Regions from separate parts of the Mus musculus genome. Here all the other regions are linked to region 2. The links are chromatin contacts, called in public promoter capture Hi-C maps. All regions are on one chromosome and are shown on one strand. The core of a region is the stretch at or near the end of the contact, and the rest is flanking DNA. Distances in the headings are between cores, read along the strand shown.

Region 1 (5,465 bases), core at 275-2,774, 2.3 Mb before region 2:
AGACACCTAGTCAGTATTTGTGCTGAAAAGAACATTTTCCCTCGCAATTATCTAATATTGAGAAAAGAAATCCAATTTCCACCCAAATCCGAAAGCAGTGTTGATGTCTTACTTAAATGTAATAGTGTTTTTTTTTTCTTAGACAGTAATGCTTACAATTATTCAATTCAAAACTGTACCATAGGAGATAAAATGGCTGAGCAGGTAATGGCACCTGCTGCCAAACTCCTATAAGTCCTCAGACCTCCACATGTGGGTACACAGCAAATAAACCAATGCAGTAAAAACACCACCAGGACCAGAGCTTCTAATTCCTGCCCAACAGGTTGTTTTTTTAACCCCTCTGGTGAGGGCTGAGGACCTCAAAAGCTTAGTCAGCTGCTTCTTGGTCTTGAAGTCCAAGTGCACTCATTCGTTAACTTATGGACCCCTGAGTGACAGTTGTTGATCTAGGAACTGAGGTTCAAGTGTCTGCACACTTAGGGAACTTTCAAACAGCACAAACGCTTCACAAGATTTAAAACGTGGTGCTTTTAAAGTGAGCAGAGTGGGGCTGGAGAACATGTGCATGCATTGCTCTTCCACAGGAACAGTTTCTTCCTCAGCAGCCATTCAATCTCCTCTCACGCCCAGCGCACATACATACAACTTAAAAATAAATAAAGTAATAATAATAATAAAAGCGTCTAAAGAAAGCAAAGCATCAAGCCTCAAGTGAGAGTGACAGAAAAGGCTGCATTAGAAAAATAAGGGAAAATCTCTTTGACAAGTACTGGACCAGAGACTGAAGTCAATGAAAATGTAGGTGACATACAGGTGTTTCAGGAATACTGCAGGCAAAAGGCAGAGACCTCCAGAATGAGCAGCCAACATGAACAGAAAACAGCAGAGCAGCAAGTGACCAGACCTATCATGCAAGTTAAAAGCAAGTTAAAAATTCTGAATGTTACTCATGAACTAGTGGCTTCCCGTAGTAACTGAAGCCACATTCGCGGTTAACTGAAAGCATTAGCCACACCGAAGCAGTAAAGGAGTGTGGGAGCCAAATGCCTGAGCTTCCTAAGAAGCTCCTGCCAAGAAGTATGTTTAAAAGTAGCAGCCAACCCCAGCCACACAATGGGGAGACCTCCGGAGACTCACCTACCTTTCATTCTGAAACTGTATCAAACGTTACTTCAGTATCTCTCCTTTACCATTTCTTTAACTCTCTCTTTTCTAACTCCCAAAGGCTCACAATCCCCCCTGCACAGTAACAGTATTTCTTCTCTCTTGTGGCCTCTTGCTGCTGGCTCCCTGAGCCTATCCCACCCATTATTTCAATCGCGACCCTTCCTTTCACTTTGCTAGGGGTTCCAAATAGAAGCTCGCAACATTGCTCTTACAGCCGTTTCTATGATCTGCTAACAAACTGACTGGCTGTAAGTAAAAAGAGTCAAATCCTCCCAAAGATGCGAACATTTTGCAAGGTTCTCAATACCAGCTTTGGTTCTTCTGTGCCCAAACACTTAGCCTATGTTTTGATCTGCGACAACTAACCGTGTTTTTACTCCACTTCTAAGCGGGTACAGGACCTGCAAAAGGCCTGGGGTTATCGCCTGCCCATCTTTTGCTCTGCTCTTAATTTGTGTACTGCCTGTCATTATCTCTTCCTTTACTGTTAAGTTTCTGATTGGCACCGGCAGTTTCGCCCATCTCAGTAACAGCTGACTGAGTGGAAACACAAAATTAACCGTGACAGCGAGGAGCCTCGGAACAGCAGGGCTCCTCGCCCAACCTCACTCGCCCCACACACTCAACGGCAAGGAAACGCAACCCTAGCCATGGGAAGGAAGCTCAGCCGCCGAAGCTCCGCCAGGCCACATTACCTTCTCCATCAGAAGAGTCTTTGACCTCATCTTCTAGCTTCGACGCTGCAGCCTTGGCTACCATCTTCATCTTTTTCTTCTTCTTCGGAGAACGCTTCAGTATCTCCCCTGGGCTCACACGTGAGTCCTGAACGGCCGCAGCCATCTTGGCTCGCCGGAAGTGCCACCTGATAATTCCGTCGTGTTGCAACACACGGAACTTCCTCCTCTAGTTCCGGAACAGTTGTCCCGCCTGAAGTTCCGCTGTGGGAGCCTCGGGTAGGGACGGAGAGAGGACACGACCTACCGGTTTTCTCCGGCAGAGTCGGTTCCTGGCCTCACCCCGGCCCCTTCTGGGCGGCTGCTGCTGACTGCTCTCCTTTCCCTCCCCCAGAAGCTGGGTTCCGAGTTAGAAACCGCATTCCGAACCCACTGAATCGAGACTCTCCGAGAAGGAATGGATAACAAGGGAACAGCTACGGAATCAGAAAGCAAGCTCAACTCTTAACATGTTCTTGTGCTGGTTTGGCTTTTGTTCTGTTGTTGTTGTTGTTGTTGTTGTTGTTGGCTATTGTTCTGTTGTTGTTGTTGTTGTTGTTGTTGTTGTTTTTCCCCTAAGGACCAAGCACGGTGTTTTTGAATGGACGTTTCTGGATTTTGATAGATCTGAGAGGCTGCCCGGGTAAGGGGCGGTGGAATGAGCCATGTCCTAAATCCTCCCTAGCACCTGCCCTAAACTAAAGCAGCCTTGCAGTTAGTCCCAAGGTGGGGTTTGGGGGTGAGGGCGACAATAGGATTACCCTCCTAAATTAAACCTTTAAATCCTACCTAGTTCCTTCACTAATCTGCTAAACTCAGACTCCACCCTTCCTTCGAAGGACTACAAATGTAAGGAATCCCCTTGGTTTTGTGACTTGCTCTTGGATTCCCCACCATATTCCAGCCCCCACCCCAAAGCCCACCAGTGTTATTAAAGGATCTGGTCTCCTGAAATACGTCCCAGCAGCCGTCTATAGCGAACCAGTAGGTTTTCATTCTTTATATATTGGTTTTTAGTACTCCAGATTTGTCTTAAAAGAAAAAGAAAAGCTGGGCGTGGTGGTGCACACCTTTAATCCCAGCACTGGGGAGGCAGAGGCAGGCAGATTTCTGAGTTGAAGGCCAGCCTGGTCTACAGAGTGAGTTCCAGGACAGCCAGGGCTACACAGAGAAATCCTGTCTCGAAAAAAATAAAAATATAAGAAAAGAAAGAAAAGCAACAGAAAATGTGAATCCTCATGTTGATTGATTTCAATTGGTGTCTATGTATGTATGTATATATATATATATATATATATATATATATATATACATCCTAAAAACAAGAAAACATTTTTTTTAATGGCACAGGAAATACAGCTTTGTAAGTATGGTTTAAGAGACGATCAGATGCCAGCGTAAGTCTCTGAAAAGAACAATTCCAGTCCACATAAATGAGTTTCCCAGGTATTGCTACTTCCTGGGTCTTCTCACCTCTATAGCAGTACAGTGCTTTAATTAGAACGCTGTGCTGGCTGGCCCTGAGGCTACTTCGCTTTGGTCACATATTTAGCACTGTAACAGGGCCCCAGACCTTAGCCTAACTGACTCCATGATGGAAGCACCATTCAAGCTGTAAGAAATGTAGACAGTACCACCTGTCAAAACAAAAACAAAGACCTAATCCATCAAAGTCCATACAGTTCTGAGAAAGTCTCAAAATGTACTAACCTTCCTTTTAGCTTCTACAGTTCCATTTCTGGCTAACTGCTCTTAATAACTGAAGTATATCAACTCAGAGCATAGGGTTGTGCTTAAAGGCTCGCCCTCAGAAAGGCTCACTGGTACGGTGAGATCCTAAAATCCCAGTCCAGTTGCTGGGCAGCTAATAAAGACTTTTTTTTGGGGGGGGGGGGGAGGCAGGGGTTTGAGACAGGGTTTCTCTGTGTAGCCCTCACCGTCCTGGAACTTACTCTGTAGACCAGGCTGGCCTCAAACTGAGAAATCCGCCTGCCTCTGCCTCCTGAGTGCTAGGATTAAAGGCATGCGCCACCACTGCCCAGCTAATAAAGACTTTTTATTGACTTAAGCTATGTCCTCTCCTTCTCTAGTGGATACCCCACAGCAGCACATTTTGTTTTTGTTTTTTTAATATTTATTTTCATTTTCTATACAATATATTTCAATCATATTGTCTCACTTCCCCCACCTCCCTACTAACTCAACTTCACATTCTTCTGCCCTCCCCAACACCCCCCCCCCGAAACACCAGCGAAAACATCAACAAAAATTTCAAAACAGACAAACTATTTTTTTTTTAGATTTATTTTCTATTTTTGTCAGCCTGGATGTGTTTATGTGCCCCCACATGTGCCTGGGGGGGGGGGGGAAGAGAGGGTAGGATTGATCCCCTGAGCTGGAATCCACTTGTGAGCCCTCAATCACGGGTGCTAGGAACCCAGCCAGGGTCCTCTGCAAGAGGAGTAAATATTCTTAATCGCTAGGCCATCTCTCCAGCTCCCAGTCTCTCTCTTAATTTTTTTATACTTATCCTTTGTCAAATTCATATGTGTGTTCAGCATATCTTGATAATAGCTACTGCCAAATCTTGCACACCCCATACCCTACATCATGTGCCCCTCCCATTTCAGGTCCCATTTCCTTTTTCTTTTTTGGTAACCTACTGAGTCTAGTTGATGCTGCCTCTTGGTTTGTGGACCACCTACCATCACCCACACCCTTGAAGAAAAAAGTGCATACCCCCCCCAATCAATTCCTGAGCTACCAGAAGGTCCTCATCTAGGGGTGGGACTTCATTAATCCCTGTCCTGTCCAGGAAACCATATCGTTTTATTTTAGACTTGCGGCAACATCTTATAAAGTTTCCCAGGCTGGCCTCAATTGATCTCTGTAGTCCAGGCACATCTCAAATTTTACAGTGCTCCTGTCTTGGCCTCTACAGTACTTAGGGTGCCAGGCCTGTCCCATCAGACCCAGCTTTTCCATCAATATAATAGCTTATATGTAAGAATTGTTATGGACTTGGTTACCACTTACAATACTGCTTGTGAGAGGAAAAAAAAAATAGTTGGTTACACAGTAATTTTTTTTCTTCATTAAAGGAATATAAATTGGAATCCGGGGTAAATTGAATCTGTAAATTTGATGATGAGAAATGGACACAGCTAAGTAAGAAGTGTCTGTATTACTTCCTTTGATTTCATAATAAACCAGCGGGCTTGTTGCTGTTTTACAGGTGAGGAAACCGAGGCTGAACAAAGGTTATTGTTGAGAAATCACACAGGCAGTGAATGGTAGAATGGACTGAGACTGGAGCCCCAGTGTTGACTCAGCCATTGACACGCAAGCCTGCTTATACTGTCTCACTTTTACAAATCATGAATAAAAATAAGAAATGAATATTTCAGGCAGGCACTGGAATTCACAACTTAGAAGACAAACGTCTTCTCTTATGATGATCCACATAATAAAAAAGACTCAAGAAGAAGATCCACTGTCACTCTTACTGGCAAGCCCCATGCCCAGGAGGAGACCAGGAGCGCAAGACCAGCTCGATGACATTTTCGTTTTGTCCCATTCCAA
Region 2 (4,833 bases), core at 1,408-3,907:
GAACTATGAAGCTAAACATGAAACTATGAAGTAAAGTGATTTGCTATGAAATACTAAGATGATAATGCCTCTAAGCCTCAAGTTCATGATCATTTCCTCAGGTCTATTAGTGCATGAGACTAGTACTATAGCAACCTTTCATTTCAGGAAACTCATCAATACAAAGTAACTTGTCCAACTTTGCTAACTAGAGGGAAGGCCTGCTATGTGCAGAAGGAACCAGTTTGTTTCCAAACCTTTCCCTCAGCCAGTCCCTCTCCTTCCTCCATCCCTACCTGAGTAAGCATGGACTGGTCACTGATGCTGTCGATCATATTCACTCCCAGTGTGTACAGAAATCCCTTACGTGCTAAGCCAGACATACCCGAGCCAGCAGCATGCTGCTCACTGTCTCACCCTTGGGCAGCATGTCCTCTGACTTTCTTCTGGTTCTAAGTAAGAGCTTTCGGCACTTATTCAGTGACTCGGAGCTCCAAGCTGTGCCACAGGTTGTCTTCTAAAACGCTCAAGCCAGGAGTACATTTATTGTCATATTTGGTATTAACTGCTAACTAGCACCCAGTAAGAGTCACATTCCACAGATGAAGTGAAATCCTTGACAGCTCAGCCTTTAAGGCATCCACTTTCTTTCTTCTTATTACTTTCTTATTCACTCTTGATGCACAACGAAGTGCACATGTGGAGTCAGTGTCCTCCTTTCGTCTTAAGTGGCTTCCAAGGAGGAGCCTCAGGTGGCCAGTCTTGCTGTTGGTAAGTGCCGTTTTCAGCCTAGCCATCTTGCCAGCCACATCCATCTCCAATACACAATAAACAACAATGTAAGGGCTGAAGAAATGGCTCCGTGATTAAGAACACTTGCCGATCTTGCTAAGGACCAGAATTCAGTTCCCAGCATCCATGTCAGGTGGCTCTCAACAAAACTTACCACACCTGTAATCCCCGCTCTAAGGGACCCTTTCTTTGGCCTCCACCTGCACTCACACATACAAGTAAGACAGACCAATCTTTTCTAAAGTGACAATATAACTTAGTTGTTTGTCATAAAGCTATATTCTCTTGAATGCCTGGAAGGAAATATGTGAGCCATCCACAGAGAAACCAGGGTTAAGGTTTGCCACGAGCACCATTCTGCTTCTCTGTAGTAACACTGCCCACGCCTTTTGTGGACTATTTCACTTTCACATACCAGGTCACTTGCAATAGGTTCCTGTAATCGTAGGTGGGCAGGGAAGACACACTATTTACACTAGATGAGGTCATTTGCACAGGACCTAGTAAGTATAAAATGCAGCGGAAGTCATTTGCATATGACCTGCTACTTAAGGAATGCACTAGAGGTGCAAGGTCTCCAACTGTTAAAACTTTGCTTTGGAGGTAAAAGGTGACAAAGCAGGAAGACCACCCCAAGTTCTCCAGCACTCAGAGAGCCCATTGTTTCACAACTGTTAATTTGTATTTTTAAATAACAAAAGTGTTACACGTTTAAAATCTTAAGACATTGAAAACTAGCCTTCCCAGGACAACAGAATAGCCTGCGCATTAGAACCCCCCTCTCCCTCTATTCTTACTATGCCTTAAACCCAAGCTTCCCTCAACTAGTAGGGGCAATATCCTTTTCTGAGAAGAGTCATGTGTAAGTCACGGCAAATACAAAAATGGGTTTTTGGTTTTGTTGCTTGTTTGGTTTGTTTGTTTGTTTTGCCAACAAACTTCCACTCCAACAAAATGGGAGTGGAAGGTCTAATAGAGACTAAAGACTCAACAGTCCAACCGGTTGCTCCTATGCAACAACTCAAGCCCTAGCACGGGAGACGACAACCAGCTGCAACGCTGACAGCTCGGTGTCAGCATGCCTCAACCCTCCAGAGGCCCCAAGTCACTTGGTCAGGCAGGCCCACCATGCCAACTGTGTTCCTGTGGCCTTACTTACACCATAGGAACCCGGGGGAATAAAGACTGAGTTTTAACAGTCTATACACTCGACCTGGAACCAGACTCTGAAGAGTGCATAGGGCTGCTTGGATCATGCAAAATTGTACCTACCTGTCTCCGGGTCCCCCACCTGGCCGTGCAGACGCCGCCCTACCCTGCAGTGGGTACCCGACCTGACCAGGTAGATGCCACCCTGCCCTGCGGAGGGTACCCGACCTGACCAGGTAGACGCCGCCCTGCCCTGCAGTGGGTACCCGACCTGACCAGGTAGATGCCACCCTGCCCTGCCGAGGGTACCCCACCTGGCCGTGCAGACGCCGCCCCGGCTGTAACACCTATCCCACCTAGGCTGGCACATGCCACTCCTACAGCAGCGGGCGTCCCACCCACTGTTCCCGCGCGGTCGCGGGCTCACCTGGTCCCCCCCACATTCAGCTGCACGATCTCCCCGCTGCTGGCCGCCGACGCGGCGAAGCTGCCGCAATGCCCGCCCGCCATGTCTGCGGCGGGAGCCGGAGCCAGGGCCGGAGCCGGAGCCGGAGCCAGGAGCGGCGGCTCGGCGGCCGGAGCACACTCGGAACGCCGAGCCTCCCGCAGCGGCCCGGCTCGCTCCAGCCTCCCCCACTACGTGTTCGTGGCCTCCGCCGCTCGTGGCTGGAGGCCGCCGGCCCAGCCCGGCCTCTCCTCAGAGCCCACTCGCCTCCATGGCGGCCGCCACAACCATCTGGAGGACGGGTCGCCGCGAGGGACAAAAAGCTGTAGCGCCGGCGCTTCACGCTTACGAAGAAGGAGTGGGCGGGGCTGGTGAGAGGGAGGAGCTCCTGGCGATGGGCGGGGCTGGACGAAGGGTCTTCTGCCACCGATGGCCTAGGAAAGATTTGCCCCTTGCCTCTTCACCAGCACAAGATTTAGGTAAAAAAGAAACTTTCGCAGTTATTCAGACTGATCTAAGTACACTCGATGAAAAGATATTGAACACCATACAGCGCATTACCTGCAAACTGCATAGTTTCCATGCCACCACTCCTCAGGGCAGGAGAAAGCAAAAACCCTGCTGGAGTGAGCGGTATCCAGCAACATGTTTCTAGATTGTACATACACGCACTTTTATTTTCTTTACTGATTGATTTTTGTTTCTCTCTCTCTCAGCATTATGCATTGGAGCACCAAACCTTAGCGATTTCGTGTGTGTGTGTGTGTGTGTGTGTGTGTGTGTGTGTGTGTGTGTGAGTGTGTCCTCCTGGGGATGGAATATGATGAGGCCTTGTGCTTGCTAGGCATCACTGACCTAAATGTCCAACCTCTAAATCATACTTTTAAAGAGTACTATGGCAATGGGATGTAGGTCAGCTAATGGAGACAGCACACTATATTTCAAAGATATCTAATTCAACAAGCTAAACTGTAAGCATTAAATGTCTAATAGTTTTCTCATAAAATTTAAAACTGATGAACTATAAGAGGATAGAAAACATCTTATCCTCATTAAACATTGCTTAATTTTGCTGCCAAATATGCCACTGAGATGATACACTTTCTCCAGAATTGATGATTTTTTTTTTTTTTTTTTTTTTTGAGACAGGGTTTCTCTGTATAGCCCTGGCTGTCCTGGAACTCACTTTGTAGACCAGGCTGGCCTCGAACTCAGAAATCTGCCTACCTCTGCCTCCGCCTGGCTCCAGAATTGATTTTTATAAAGGACAGCCACACCAGATGTGCTATCCTGTAACCTCAGCACTGTGGGGGTAGGGGGAACCAAGGAAAAAGAATAAGGAAGGGACTAGAGGCCTCCTCAACTACATAGAATTTGAGGTCAGCCTGAGATACAGAGACCCTGTCTCAAAAAGAGAAAGGGGAGGAAAAGAAGGTGGGAGGGAGGGAGGGAGGGAGAGAGGGAGAGTGTGAGGGTAAGAGAGGGAAGGAGGGGAGAGAGAGACAGAGACAGACAGAGAGATTATTTCTGGGGCTGGTGAGATGGCTCAGTGGGTAAGAGCACTGACTACTCTTACGAAGGTCCTGAGTTCAAATCCCAGTAATCACATGGTGGCTCACAACCACCCATAATGAGATCTGACACCCTCTTCTGGCAGGTCTGAAGACTGCAGCAGTGTACTTAGGTATAATAATAAATAAATCTTTAGGCTGACAGGAGCGAGCAGAGGTCCTAAAAAATCTAATCCCCAGCAACCACATGAAGGCTCACAAGTATTTATACAGCTACAGTGTACTCATATACATAAAATAAATAAATAAATCTTGAGAGAGAGAGGGAGGGAGAGATTATTTCCCCTAGCTAATGGTAATAAGATGGAAAACAGCTCAACTCTGGTTCATTGTGAGCTTTTTAATGCTTTACTGGAGATAGGTACTGGGGATTGAACCCAGAACTTTACCCATGAAGAACACTCTACCACTCTCTTCAAAAAATAGAAGGTTGAGGGTGATAATCACCCCCAAAACTTAGTCAAAATTACATCACAGGCTAGAGAAAAGGGAGAATGGGTCTGATCAGATTTCACTGTGTCCAGGTGTGAAATTCACAACGAGCCAAATAAATGCTGTGCTTCTGAAGAGGGACAGTGCTCTAGAGTGGATATGGAAGGGCAGGCTAAGCTACTAGGAATACGAGTGTGTGTGTGTGTGTATGTGTGTGTATATGTGTGTGTGTTTGTGTGTGTGTATATGTGTGTGTGTATATATGTGTGTGTGTATGTGTGTGTATGTGTGTGTGTTTGTGTGTGTGTGTTTGTGTGTGTGTGTGTTTGTGTGTTTATATGTGTGTGTATATGTGTATGTGTGTTTGTGTGTGTGTGTATGTGTGTGTGTGTGTGTGTGTGTGTGTGTATGTGTGTGTATGTGTGTTTGTGTGTGTGTATGTGTGTGTATATGTGTATGTGTGTT
Region 3 (5,176 bases), core at 1,289-3,788, 2.1 Mb after region 2:
CCCAAAGCCCACAAGCCAGTTAAGCTGCCACAATGGCAGTGTACACGTAATTCCAGAAATACTTCCAAGATTCTGTAATTTTTACTTTTAAATTTTATTCTCTATGTGTGTGCCTGCAGTATGTGTGTGTGTGTGCACTGTGTACACACCGCATGCAGTGAGTGGAAATCAGAGGACACCTTTCTGGAGTTGGAGTCAGTTCTGTGCTTCCACTGCAGTCCCAGGAATTGAGCTTGCAATATCAGACTTGCAAGTGCTTTTCTCCACTGAGACATCTCTACAGCCCTTGATAACTTTTTCTAACAAACCAAAATGTTTCCAAAGACTGTAATACACCCTTGATCTCCAAAATAATATGACTTTAAAACTCAAAAGACTGACTGCCCCATTCTCCAGTGCTGCTAAGCATGGTGGCTGTAGGGACACATTTTTAAATCAGACCAGCATGTCTCTATCATTTCATTAGCATGTGCCTTTGTCCTGCTACTAACCTGCAGACATTAGATTCCTCATCTATCAAATGGAGAATATATGACTATAAAAGAGTAACTTCCTCAGAAGGTGAGACTTTAAATGATCTAAAGTTCAGTGGGGGGTTAGCTCTGTGGCTGGCACAGAGTGAGAGCTTAAATATACTGCTGACCACGGAAACAGCAGAGTCTGCCTACTTGGTCCCTAAAAACAGTATGTTGAATGAAACAGGAAGGGCACAAAAGGGGGGGGGATATGGATTCTAGCTTACCTTCCTGGCTTTCTCCAACACATCATCCAGATCCTACAACAAACAGAAGCAACCACGTTTGTTTTACACGAGTAATTAACTGCTCTTGGTCCATATACAGGCAGCAGAGGCACCATTAAGGACAACATTGTTAGCAAGGAACAGAGTGGCAGAAAATGAAGTCACCCTCCTCCTTACTCTCACAGTCCATGATGCACACTATATCAAAACAGAGATCTCTGTTGCCAAACACACAGAGCTTTCCTGTCCTCTCTCACTCTGTCCCTCAGAGGCTTCTGGACATTTCCCTCATGATTTGCTTTCACAGCCTAGTGGTAGGTAACTCTTCAGTCTCCTTGACTGATTCTCTGTCCTTTTTGTGACTTCAAGCTCTTCTGTTCTCTTTCCACTTGCCTTAAGGGATTCTGCCTTTTTCCTTTGTTTGTTTAACATCCTCGACCACACTATGTAAGATCTCTATCACTAAGCTATATCCTCCCCTTCTCGTGGTTTTTGATACCATGCTGAATCTCCAACTTACAGAGTTTTTACTCTCTCCAAGACCCACGACTCACATTTGAAATGATTATGTATTCTAATCTTTCCACTTGGATGAGATCAGACTTAACCAATATCCCCCCACTAGGATTTCCAGCTGCCCACCTGCCCACTCTGATCCCAAACCTTTTCTCGTCTCAGCAAAGGCCATCACCATCTTCCTTACAGGAAGCACAAACTGAAATCTAAGTCATGCTCGATTTCTTCCTCCCCTTGCTGTTCTTATCCAAGGCATGCATGTACTGTTGGTGTTATTCCTAAAATTTGTTGAGTACATGGTATTCTCATGATATTCTCACTGTACTGGCTTCTACCAGCTCTTGTCTGTAAACTGAGACGTTTCCTAAATGCTCTCACTTTCTCTCCTCCACCTTTTTGCCACTCAGCAGCAAATTTGTCTTCAGAATATTCGCTCTCTATATATATTTAAAATGGGTTTGTTTTTAAACTTTTAAGGGTTAAGACTGTGCATCTAATGCAATCCAAATGTCTTACTGACCTTGACCTACCCTTCCCAGCTCCTGGAAATTTCTCCTTTATTAAGTGTTTCCAGCTGCTGGTTAACTAAAACAGATCAAATTCTATAATGTATGGGAGGTCTACAACCTGCCGGTGTTCATCACTACCATACACTCACACCCTAAGCGTCACCTCCTAAGAAAAAGGCACCTACTTCTCCTTCCTCTTCACTTTCCCCAATGTAGCCGGTAAAACCTATTTCCATCCCTACACATTCACTCCATCAAGTGTTATTATTTTTGTTTGTCCCTCTGCCGGGCCAGAACTAGAACCTCTGCTAAGGGCTTGGATGGATCAGCACACCTCAAGAGTGGTAGGAGAAAGGGGTGTTGAGACGACAAACTAAAGCTTCATAGAAATAGTTAACCGCCGTGTAAGATGAGGAATGTCAGTTCCAGGACGCTGGTTCGAAAGGGTCGCCATAGACTAGGTACGGTCTGAGGATTTGGGGGAGAAAAACTTGCGGGAAAGGAGACACGGCCCTCCCGACTCCCGCAAGCCCCAAGTCCCCCTCACATACGTTGTCAAAGTCCGAGGCGGAGAGATGGCAGTGACAGTCCACTAACCCCAAACCCATAGCTACTCCTGCAGGCTTCTCGACTGCAAGCCAGGCGGCGGAACTCTGGGGCCGCGGAACCCGAGGCGGAACCTTGCGGCGGCGGCGGATCGGGTTTCCAGTCGGACGCGTGCAGGAGCGTTCCAGGGAGGGAAGCATCCTTCCGGTCTCAGCGATTCCCGCCTTAGTTTAAACCGGGAAGATGGCGGCTGTCTCTGAAACAGTGCTCGTCTCCGCCCCGCAGGACCACGATGCCCAGGCCGCCTCAGACCCTCAGGCCACGGCAGCAGACTCTCCCCTAGAGGACTTCCGAGTGCGCTGCACCTTGAAGAGGGCGGTGATGGAAGTGATGGAGATGTGCGGTCGCTTCGTGCAGGAGCTCGGGGCCGTGCTGCCGGAGGACGTCCGCGAGCTCGCGCTGCGGGACGCACAGTGGGTACGGACCCCTCTTTCCCGGTCCTCACCCAGCGCATCCTGGCTCTGGCTCGGGGCCCATGTCAGGCCTTCGCAGATGGAACGATGCCCAAGACTGGCTTGGGAAATGCCAGGGAAGGCAACTAGATGCTAGTGCCGCCTGGGTGCTGCTTCCTGTCAGGAACATACAGGGCGAACACGTATGTAATCTTAAGAAGCAGGCGGTATTAAGTGTACCCATATTCTTGAACATGTACAGCGCTATACGTATAAACAAGGCATCACATTTTGCTTTCATAGCAAGCTTTCAAATCTTGTGTTTTACAAAACATTTCTTTTGGTAGTTAAGTGCGCAGTAAAGACAAAGTCGCTCTCCTGTGGGCCAGCGCAACTTTGCTGGTTGGTATGAGGAATTCTCCAGGAAATGATAATCCTTGAAGTCAGTCATCTGGCTAGGTTTTTGGTCATTGTTATTGTTTTTGTTTGTTTTTATAACATCGTGTGGATTCGGGGAGAAAACATTTTCTTTTTAAGTTGAAAATAGATGAAGAAGCTGTCTTGGTGTTAAATTTTACCAAGTTCTAGTTGAGCTGGTCATGACAGTGTATGCCAAGTACTCGGAAGGCAGGGGCATGCAAATCTCTGTGAGTTCGAGACTAGTCTGGTCCACGCCGTGAGTTCCAGACAAGCCAGGGCTACGTAGAACCTGTGCATCCTGTTGCTCCCCCGGCACCCATAAACCCTTAGAACACACTTATTTCTCCTATATTTTGTGTACCCCTGAATATGATGGTTTCTGGGAAAAGACACTAGAGATCGAAGGACTGCTAACTCAAGCAGATAAACAGCCTATATGTAGGGGAAAGTTTCAAGCTTGTAACAGCACATTCATGACCAATGACAAGAGTGCAGAGTAAATATAGAGGTTGTCAGCATCAAAAACTAAAACAACAGTGGTTAAGGGAAAGAATAATGAAGAAACCTTCCTTGGATTGTAGTTTTATACCCCAGTTTTGGGAATAGTAGCTCCTGTGTTATTCTCTCCTTAGAAGTAAGGCAAGGAGAGAAACGGCACTTAATGTTTTTAATAGTTATCTTGGGAGATGACTGTAACTAAGAGGGTTTATCTGATTATAGAAAAATGCTAAGATAATGAGAACATTTACATGTAGGAATAGACAAATGTGACTTCACCTCTAATAGCTTGTTGAATGAGATCTTAAAGAGAATCAGAAGTAGAGAAGGTTTGTTGATAAACATCTAGGAAAGACTGAGAAACACAGTGACATTCTTAAATGATAGATGAAACAGCAATGAGTATTTCAAAGACAATTTGTTTTCTAAATGTCCTCAAGAGTTTAATATAGTAAGAATCTTATCCTATAAAATAGGTTTTTTTTTCCCTTTAGTGCTAAGAATTGAAAGCAGAGCCTTCCTTGCTCTTGCTAGCAAAGTGTTGTCCACTGAGCTATATCACAGCCCTTTTTATAAGATACTAGTATAGAATACATACTCTAGCTCATAATTATCAGTCATTATTTATGCTTACTTCTTAATTATAGAAGTGGTACAGAAGGCGTGCCCATTGACAACAGTTTCAAACAATCTCGTATTTTAAGTCCTCCTTGACTTCCCCATCCATCCTGAACCCTTCCTGGGGACAACTTACTGTTGCATAGCCCTGCACTTCTCTAGAGGCTGCCACTCTCTGTTGTTTGTCACTTATCTGGCCGTAGTGACGGTGTTATAGATAGAGCCAGTGCAGTCTCTACCATGCGCCATGGGTATTTAGCCCCTCTCCTAAGAGTTAATTTTCCCACTGTTTCCATTCCAGTTCACCAAGAGTCCATTATTTTTTACTAACGCGTTTGAGTTCTGTGTCAGAGTCACTTTTACTGACTTGGCTGTGCTGGATTTATTGTAGACATTTGAGTCGGCTGTGCAGGAGAACGTCAGCTTTAACGGACAGGCCTGGGAGGAAGCTAAAGAGCATGGCTTAATGGGTATGTGATTTAAGTCTTTCTTCTGTGGTTAATCTCTGAGGCTTTTATTTTGAATGCTAATTTCCAAACCTGTTCTCAGTCTCTCTGTGGTGTTTGAGTAAGAATGGCCTCCCTGCCCATCTCAGTGACTTCACAGACAACAGGGAGTGGCACTATTTGAGGAGGTGTGGCCTTGTTGGAGGAAGTGTGTCTGTCACTGGAGTGGGCCTTGAGGTGTCCCATGCCGTCTCAGTCTGTCTCTCTGTCTCTGTCTAACTGTCTGTCGAACTCTGTTGCTCTTTCCCCCCTGTTCCCCTTGTGGGTCTGGATGTAGCTCTCTGCTACTCCAATGCTTTGCATGCATGCCACCAGGCTCCCCACCACGATGATAATGGACTAAGTTTTTGAAACTGTAAGCAAACCCCC
Region 4 (5,368 bases), core at 109-2,608, 2.0 Mb after region 2:
AAAAACATCTGCTATCTAAACATAAAGAAACAACCGGGGGCTGGTGAGATGGCTCAGTGGGTAAGAGCACCCGACTGCTCTTCCGAAGGTCCAGAGTTCAAATCCCAGCAACCACATGGTGGCTCATAACCATCCGTAACAAGATCTGACTCCCTCTTCTGGTGTGTCTGAAGACAGCTACAGTGTACTTACATATAATAATAAATAAATCTTAAAAAAAAAAAAAGAAACAACCAATCAATGTATCAGTAATAAATTGTTTTTGATACATAGCAATTAAGTGACTTAGAAAAAGAAAGTAACTAATAAAATAGGCACACATATTTAGTCTCTTGGGGTATTTTAAACCATGATCTTGACCCAAGTGAGACTTGAAGTAAGAAAGTAACATTTTCTAGTTACATGGCGGCAGGTAACAATATATGTATAGAAAGGATTATAGATTTTTTTTTTAAACTAGATTTCCTTCAACTGAATGAATACTAAGCATCTTTTAAAATGTGACATTTACAGTGGTGACAAAAACATCAGGTGTCACAAGTGCCCTCTAGCAAAATTTTAAGTTACAATAACAAGCCTAAAATTAACAAATGCAAACATAATATTGTGGTGACTCATGGTGGTGTTTGGGAGCCTGAAGCAAGATTGTCAAGTTTGAGGCCAGCCAGGGGGACACTGTGATTTCCAGACCAGCCTGCCCTACACAGTGGAAGAGACCGTTTTAAATAAATAAATCACATACAAAAACCTTTTACCTACTATTATTTCTGTTATTCTAGTGGCATTTGAATTTATGATGGTAGAAAAAAACAAGATCATTTCTTAAGGAAGCCTTGACTTATCCCACTAACCATTCTTGATCAGTGATTTGCCTTCCACTGTCTCACGGTTAAGAACTAATAGCTGGACTCAGTAATACTGCCAAGTCTTTATCACCGGAGCATTTATTGAACATTCACTTATACGTGACCAGTAGGTGCCAAGCTGGGCTGACTACTAATACTAATACAATTAAATCAGGGCTGTTCCAAGGACATTTAACATGGAAACAAACTTTCCAGATCTCAAGACCTTTCTTCTGCAGTGGCGACAAAAACACCTGAGATCTCTTTTACCGCCAGTTTCCAAGCGTGCCCGTGTGTGCGCCTGTGTGTAGGCCAGAGGGCAACCTCGGTGTCCTTTCTCAGGAGCTGTCCTCCTCACCTGTCAGTGCTGGCTGGGAATACACCCTGGAGCCACCGTGCCAGGCTTTTCTCGTGGTGCTGGAGCCCAGTCTTCACGCTTCTATAGTATGCACTTTACCCACAGACCGTTGCCCCAGCCCGGCCTATGACTTCCTACCAGCCTGAAAGGATCCCAGTTATCTAGACGTTCCAGTCTTTACCTGATTGCCCAGCACTGCTGTGGCACAAGCCGTCGACACCTCCTTGGGTCCAAACCATACCGAGGCGACGGGGGAGGGCAAGCCCAGGATGAAGACCTGGGCCACGGAGCACAGGATCTGCCCCAGCATGGTGACCCAGAAGAGGTGCCGCTGCACGCTGCCGCACTTGACCCAGGCTCCCAGGCAGTTGAGGCCGGAGCCCAGCAGCGCCGTGAGCCGCAGGCCTCGCGTGTCCAGCAGCCAGGTGGCCGGGAAGATGAGGGGCACGTAGGCCACCATGTACACCATGGACAGCCAGTTGATGTGCAGCGGCGACACCTCGTAGAAGTCCTCGAACACGTTGCTGATGCTGCTGTACTGGATCCACTGGAAGGCGTTCACCAGCGAGTAAAGGCTGAAGATGAGCAGCACCACGAAGCGCCTCGGCGACAGCGCTGTGCGCGGGGGACACGCGGGGCATGGGACGTCCTCCCCGTCGCCCGCGGGCAACAGCCGGGCCTGGGTCTCCTCCTCCGCCGCTATCAGGGCTTGCGGCCCGCCCTGGGCTCCCGCGATCAGCGGGCCGAGCCCGGGGCCTCCGTTCAGCGCCTCAGGCCCGTTTTGCGGTACCAAGCGCGCCTCCCCGTCCGGGGCGCCCTTGGGCACTGGAAGGTATCCCTTCCCCAGCGGGTGCCCGGGCGCCACGGCCGGCCCCACCTCGTCATCGGGCCGCGCCATGCCTCCCGGCTCCCCGCCCCGCCGCCCCTTAGTGCTCCTCGCCGGCTCCTAGGTCCCACCCGGTTCAGCGCGCTCGCCTGCGCCGCTTGCTGACTAAGTGAAGCAGAGCTCACCGCGCCTGGCTCTTGCCGGCAGTCCCCGCCCCCAGGGCATCTCGTATCGCGTAGTGCGACCCTCCATCCAATCATTGAGCGTTTCGGAAGTCCAGAAAACCAATCGGGGAGTTGCCGAGAAGAGGGGCGGGGTCAAGCTTGTGAAGATGTAAGAGGAGCCCAAGGCAGGCGTTCTCTACGCTGTGGTTTGCTGGAGCTGCCAGGCCTTTCTCTGCGCTCGCTCCGCAGCGTTTAGCCTCAGGTTATCTTGGAAGGAGAGCGCCAGAAAGCATTTCCGTCCGCCCAAAGAAAGAGGCTTCCTCAGAAGCAGGCCTTTGCGTTGATTGAGCTGAGCGGCTCCATCCACGCAGAGGACTGAAGGAGGTAATGGACAGGTGCAGCCCCTGCCTGCCTCCTGTACCCCACCAGTAACCAAAGTCTGTGCATAAGCTAACCGTGTACTTGCACATCCCGGGACCGGATGAGGGCAGAGCTCCGGAAGCATCAGGGTCCTACTGGGCCTTAGACAAAGTCAGCCTGCTACCCTTTGGGAAGCTGTGCGTGCAAACACGGGGTGCCAGGACTTAAGATTTACTCACTCTCTCTCCCTCTGATCCTCCTTTTTAGACAGGGTGTCACCCGGGACTCTGTAGGCAGGTTGACCCGAATTCATGGAAATCCACCTATCTCTGCTTCCTGAGTGTTGGAATGACTCTGGCGCTAATGAGCTCACAGTGGCTGCAGGGGACCTGCAGAAGACCAAGCCCATAAACCTTTAGTCATGGGGAGATAGGAGAACTATTAACAGTTTGAGGGTGCAGAGGGACAAGGCATTGTCTATGGTGATACAGCCGCTGGGGAGTTCCCCATGCTGTGAATAGCTCCACAAAGTATTTTGTAAATTAATTCATTTCTTTAGGAAAAGTGAGGCTCGTATAGAGCGAGACTGTTCAGGGGGTAACGTCTCTTTCTGACAACCCGGCAAACCTGAGTTCAGTTCTTCAGCACCCGCAGAGTTGTTCTCTGACCATCACACAGGTGCCCTCCCCAACAAACACACTATGTTAAGAAAAGAAGGGAAACCCTGTAAGTTCTTCCCAGCACGGCTTTGTAGATGTTCCTTTGGAGGTTGTTTTAGATTATTGAGTAACTGAATTAGATTATTGAGTCTCTGAAAAAAAAAAAAAAACTAAATGAGGAACCCAATGGACTTAATCTGCGCTCAAAACGTTTATTTTGTGAATTTATAAAAATATGAATTGTGTTTTTAATGCTCAACAAAATTTATCTTAAGTATTCAGAGATGTTAATGGTCTCATGGACTGTGGAGCCTGTGAAGGCTCCTAAACAAACAAATAAACAAACAAACATGCTCAAGCTGAGCACACGCCTGTAGTCCCAGTTATTTGGAGGCGAAGGCAGAAGAATCATCCAGGCCCACAGATTTAAAGGGAACCTGGCAGCCTGGCCAACAAAACAGGATTGCATTGGAGACTTTTGTTTACTTGTTTTTCTTTTACTTATTTTTGTTTTGTTTTCCATATGGAATCTCAAATAACCTAGACTGGCCTTAAACTAAGGAGCTCACTATGGAGCAGAGAATAACCTTGAACTCCTGCTCCTCCTGCCTCAGCCTCCCAAGTACTGAGATTGCAGGCATGTGCCATCAGGTTCAGTGTTAGGCAGTGTTGAAGGCAAACCCAAGACTTCTTGCATACCAGAGAGCCACTCTGCCGCCTGAGCTACATCTCCAGCCCAAACTGTTTTAAAAACACAAATGTTCAGAAAGGGGAGCCAGGGGTCGAATGTTGGGTACCTTTCTGTCCTTGCCCAGTCATTTAGATTACTTGCAAATTGACTCCCTTTCAAAAGTCCCAAACTGGAAAAATATAGTAGATATTATTTCCCTATAATCTGGTGAGAATTGGAGATCATCTCTTACCAGATCTGACAGATAACCTCTTCCCTGCATGGAATCAGGGGTTCTTGTTTGTTTAGGCTCCTTGTGCTTAAAGGGCATTTGTCCTCTCTTTTGTTAACAAGAAGAGTTGGTTGACAACAACTCCCGAGGTTTCTGGAATGGTCGATCAGCTCTGATTTTCCCTGCAGATGTTTATGTTACTCTTGCTCTCCTTCTCATGTGCCCTTCTTGCACATGACAGAGTTCTGTTTATAACACTGTAACCATACACAAAGTCTATTTATTACCTAGGGAGTCTGTGGGAGAGGAAAAGGACATCATAACTAAGGAGGGGCTATGTGGGTGATATATATATATATACATGACATATTAAATATATATGTGTGTGATATGTTGTATATATTATATTATGTATTTTTTAAAGATTTATTTATTTTATATGAGTACACTGTTACTCTCTTCAGAGACACCAGAAGAGGGCATTGGATGTCATTACAGATGGTGTGAGCCACCATGTGGTTGCTGGGAATTGAACTCAGGACCTCTGGAAGAGCAATCAGTGCTCCTAACCTCTGAGCCATCTCTCCAGCCCCATATTATGTATTTTTATTTTGTTTTATTTTCCCCCAGACAGGGTCCCTCTACGTAGCCCTGACTATCCTGAAATTCCCCATAAGGATCAGGCTAGCCCCAAACTCACAGAGATCCTTCTACTTCTGCCTTCTGAGTGCAGGGATTAAAGGCATGTACCACCATGAGTGGCCATGTGGACCTAAAATCTACCTTTAGTTTTTACTAGCTGTGTGACCTTGAGCACTTAACATAGCTGTGTTGTAATAGGATGTCAGGATCCTTTCTGGGACTACTGTAATGATTAAAGGATTGAACAATGCTTGGTACGTGGTATGCTTTCTCGGTTTGTTTAGTAATCTAGTGTGGGGTGGTAAATACAAAGCTTCAAAGGCTAGGGTTCAGATCCAAGCTCTTGCATCCCCCCCCCCCTCGTGTGTGTGTGTGTGTGTGTGTGTGTGTGTGTGTGTGTGTGTGCACGTATGTGTCTGTAGCTATAAGATGAGGATAGTGCAGACATTGTTGTGAGAAATAAAAAGTAAGTAGCTAGCACACATTCTAGGAGGGTCTGACCTCTTCCTGTATTAATAATATTAAGTACATGTTATCACCTTGTTATCTGCTCACATCTTACTTAGTGTTTCTCCTGTCTCATTCTTTTTTTTATTAATTTAGGCCTAAGCC

The links. Promoter capture Hi-C pulls out the DNA fragments that hold promoters and counts their contacts.
Region 1: a promoter capture Hi-C map of pre-B cells shows a contact between it and region 2. The contact joins the promoter of A430105J06Rik here to the promoter of Kctd3 in region 2. A contact is called at or near these places in 8 of 39 promoter capture datasets (the 3T3-L1 cell line, the C10 cell line, the HPC-7 cell line and 5 more), 3 of 484 Hi-C or Micro-C datasets (CD4 T cells, the G1E-ER4 cell line and pre-B cells), 1 of 115 datasets of contacts at active chromatin or transcription factors (embryonic stem cells) and 3 of 9 other capture datasets (embryonic stem cells, liver and macrophages).
Region 3: a promoter capture Hi-C map of pre-B cells shows a contact between it and region 2. The contact joins the promoter of Nsl1 here to the promoter of Kctd3 in region 2. A contact is called at or near these places in 2 of 39 promoter capture datasets (liver and pre-B cells).
Region 4: a contact with region 2 is called in a promoter capture Hi-C map of pre-B cells, with 3 times the contacts expected there. The contact joins the promoter of A230020J21Rik here to the promoter of Kctd3 in region 2. A contact is called at or near these places in 2 of 39 promoter capture datasets (hippocampal neurons and pre-B cells) and 2 of 115 datasets of contacts at active chromatin or transcription factors (astrocytes and embryonic stem cells).

The regions. Positions count from the first base shown.
Region 1 is chr1:186,747,299-186,752,763 of GRCm38.p6, forward strand. It overlaps A430105J06Rik (a long non-coding RNA gene), which reads left to right and starts at 1,525. Exons shown (of 2, transcript XR_003948551.1): 1 at 1,525-2,526; 2 at 5,119-5,465. Rrp15 (ribosomal RNA processing 15 homolog (S. cerevisiae)) reads right to left here and starts at 2,060. Exons shown (of 5, transcript NM_026041.2): 1 at 1,866-2,060. The coding sequence starts at 2,010.
Region 2 is chr1:189,005,183-189,010,015 of GRCm38.p6, forward strand. It overlaps Kctd3 (potassium channel tetramerisation domain containing 3), which reads right to left and starts at 2,658. Exons shown (of 18, transcript NM_172650.2): 1 at 2,348-2,658. The coding sequence starts at 2,430.
Region 3 is chr1:191,060,483-191,065,658 of GRCm38.p6, forward strand. It overlaps Nsl1 (NSL1, MIS12 kinetochore complex component), which reads left to right and starts at 2,539. Exons shown (of 6, transcript NM_198654.3): 1 at 2,539-2,790; 2 at 4,693-4,771. The coding sequence starts at 2,557. It overlaps Tatdn3 (TatD DNase domain containing 3), which reads right to left and starts at 2,428. Exons shown (of 10, transcript NM_001357166.1): 1 at 2,319-2,428; 2 at 743-775. The coding sequence starts at 2,375.
Region 4 is chr1:191,023,993-191,029,360 of GRCm38.p6, forward strand. A230020J21Rik (RIKEN cDNA A230020J21 gene) reads left to right here and starts at 1,359. Exons shown (of 2, transcript NR_027298.1): 1 at 1,359-2,577; 2 at 5,360-5,368. It overlaps Flvcr1 (feline leukemia virus subgroup C cellular receptor 1), which reads right to left and starts at 2,198. Exons shown (of 10, transcript NM_001081259.1): 1 at 1,385-2,198. The coding sequence starts at 2,101.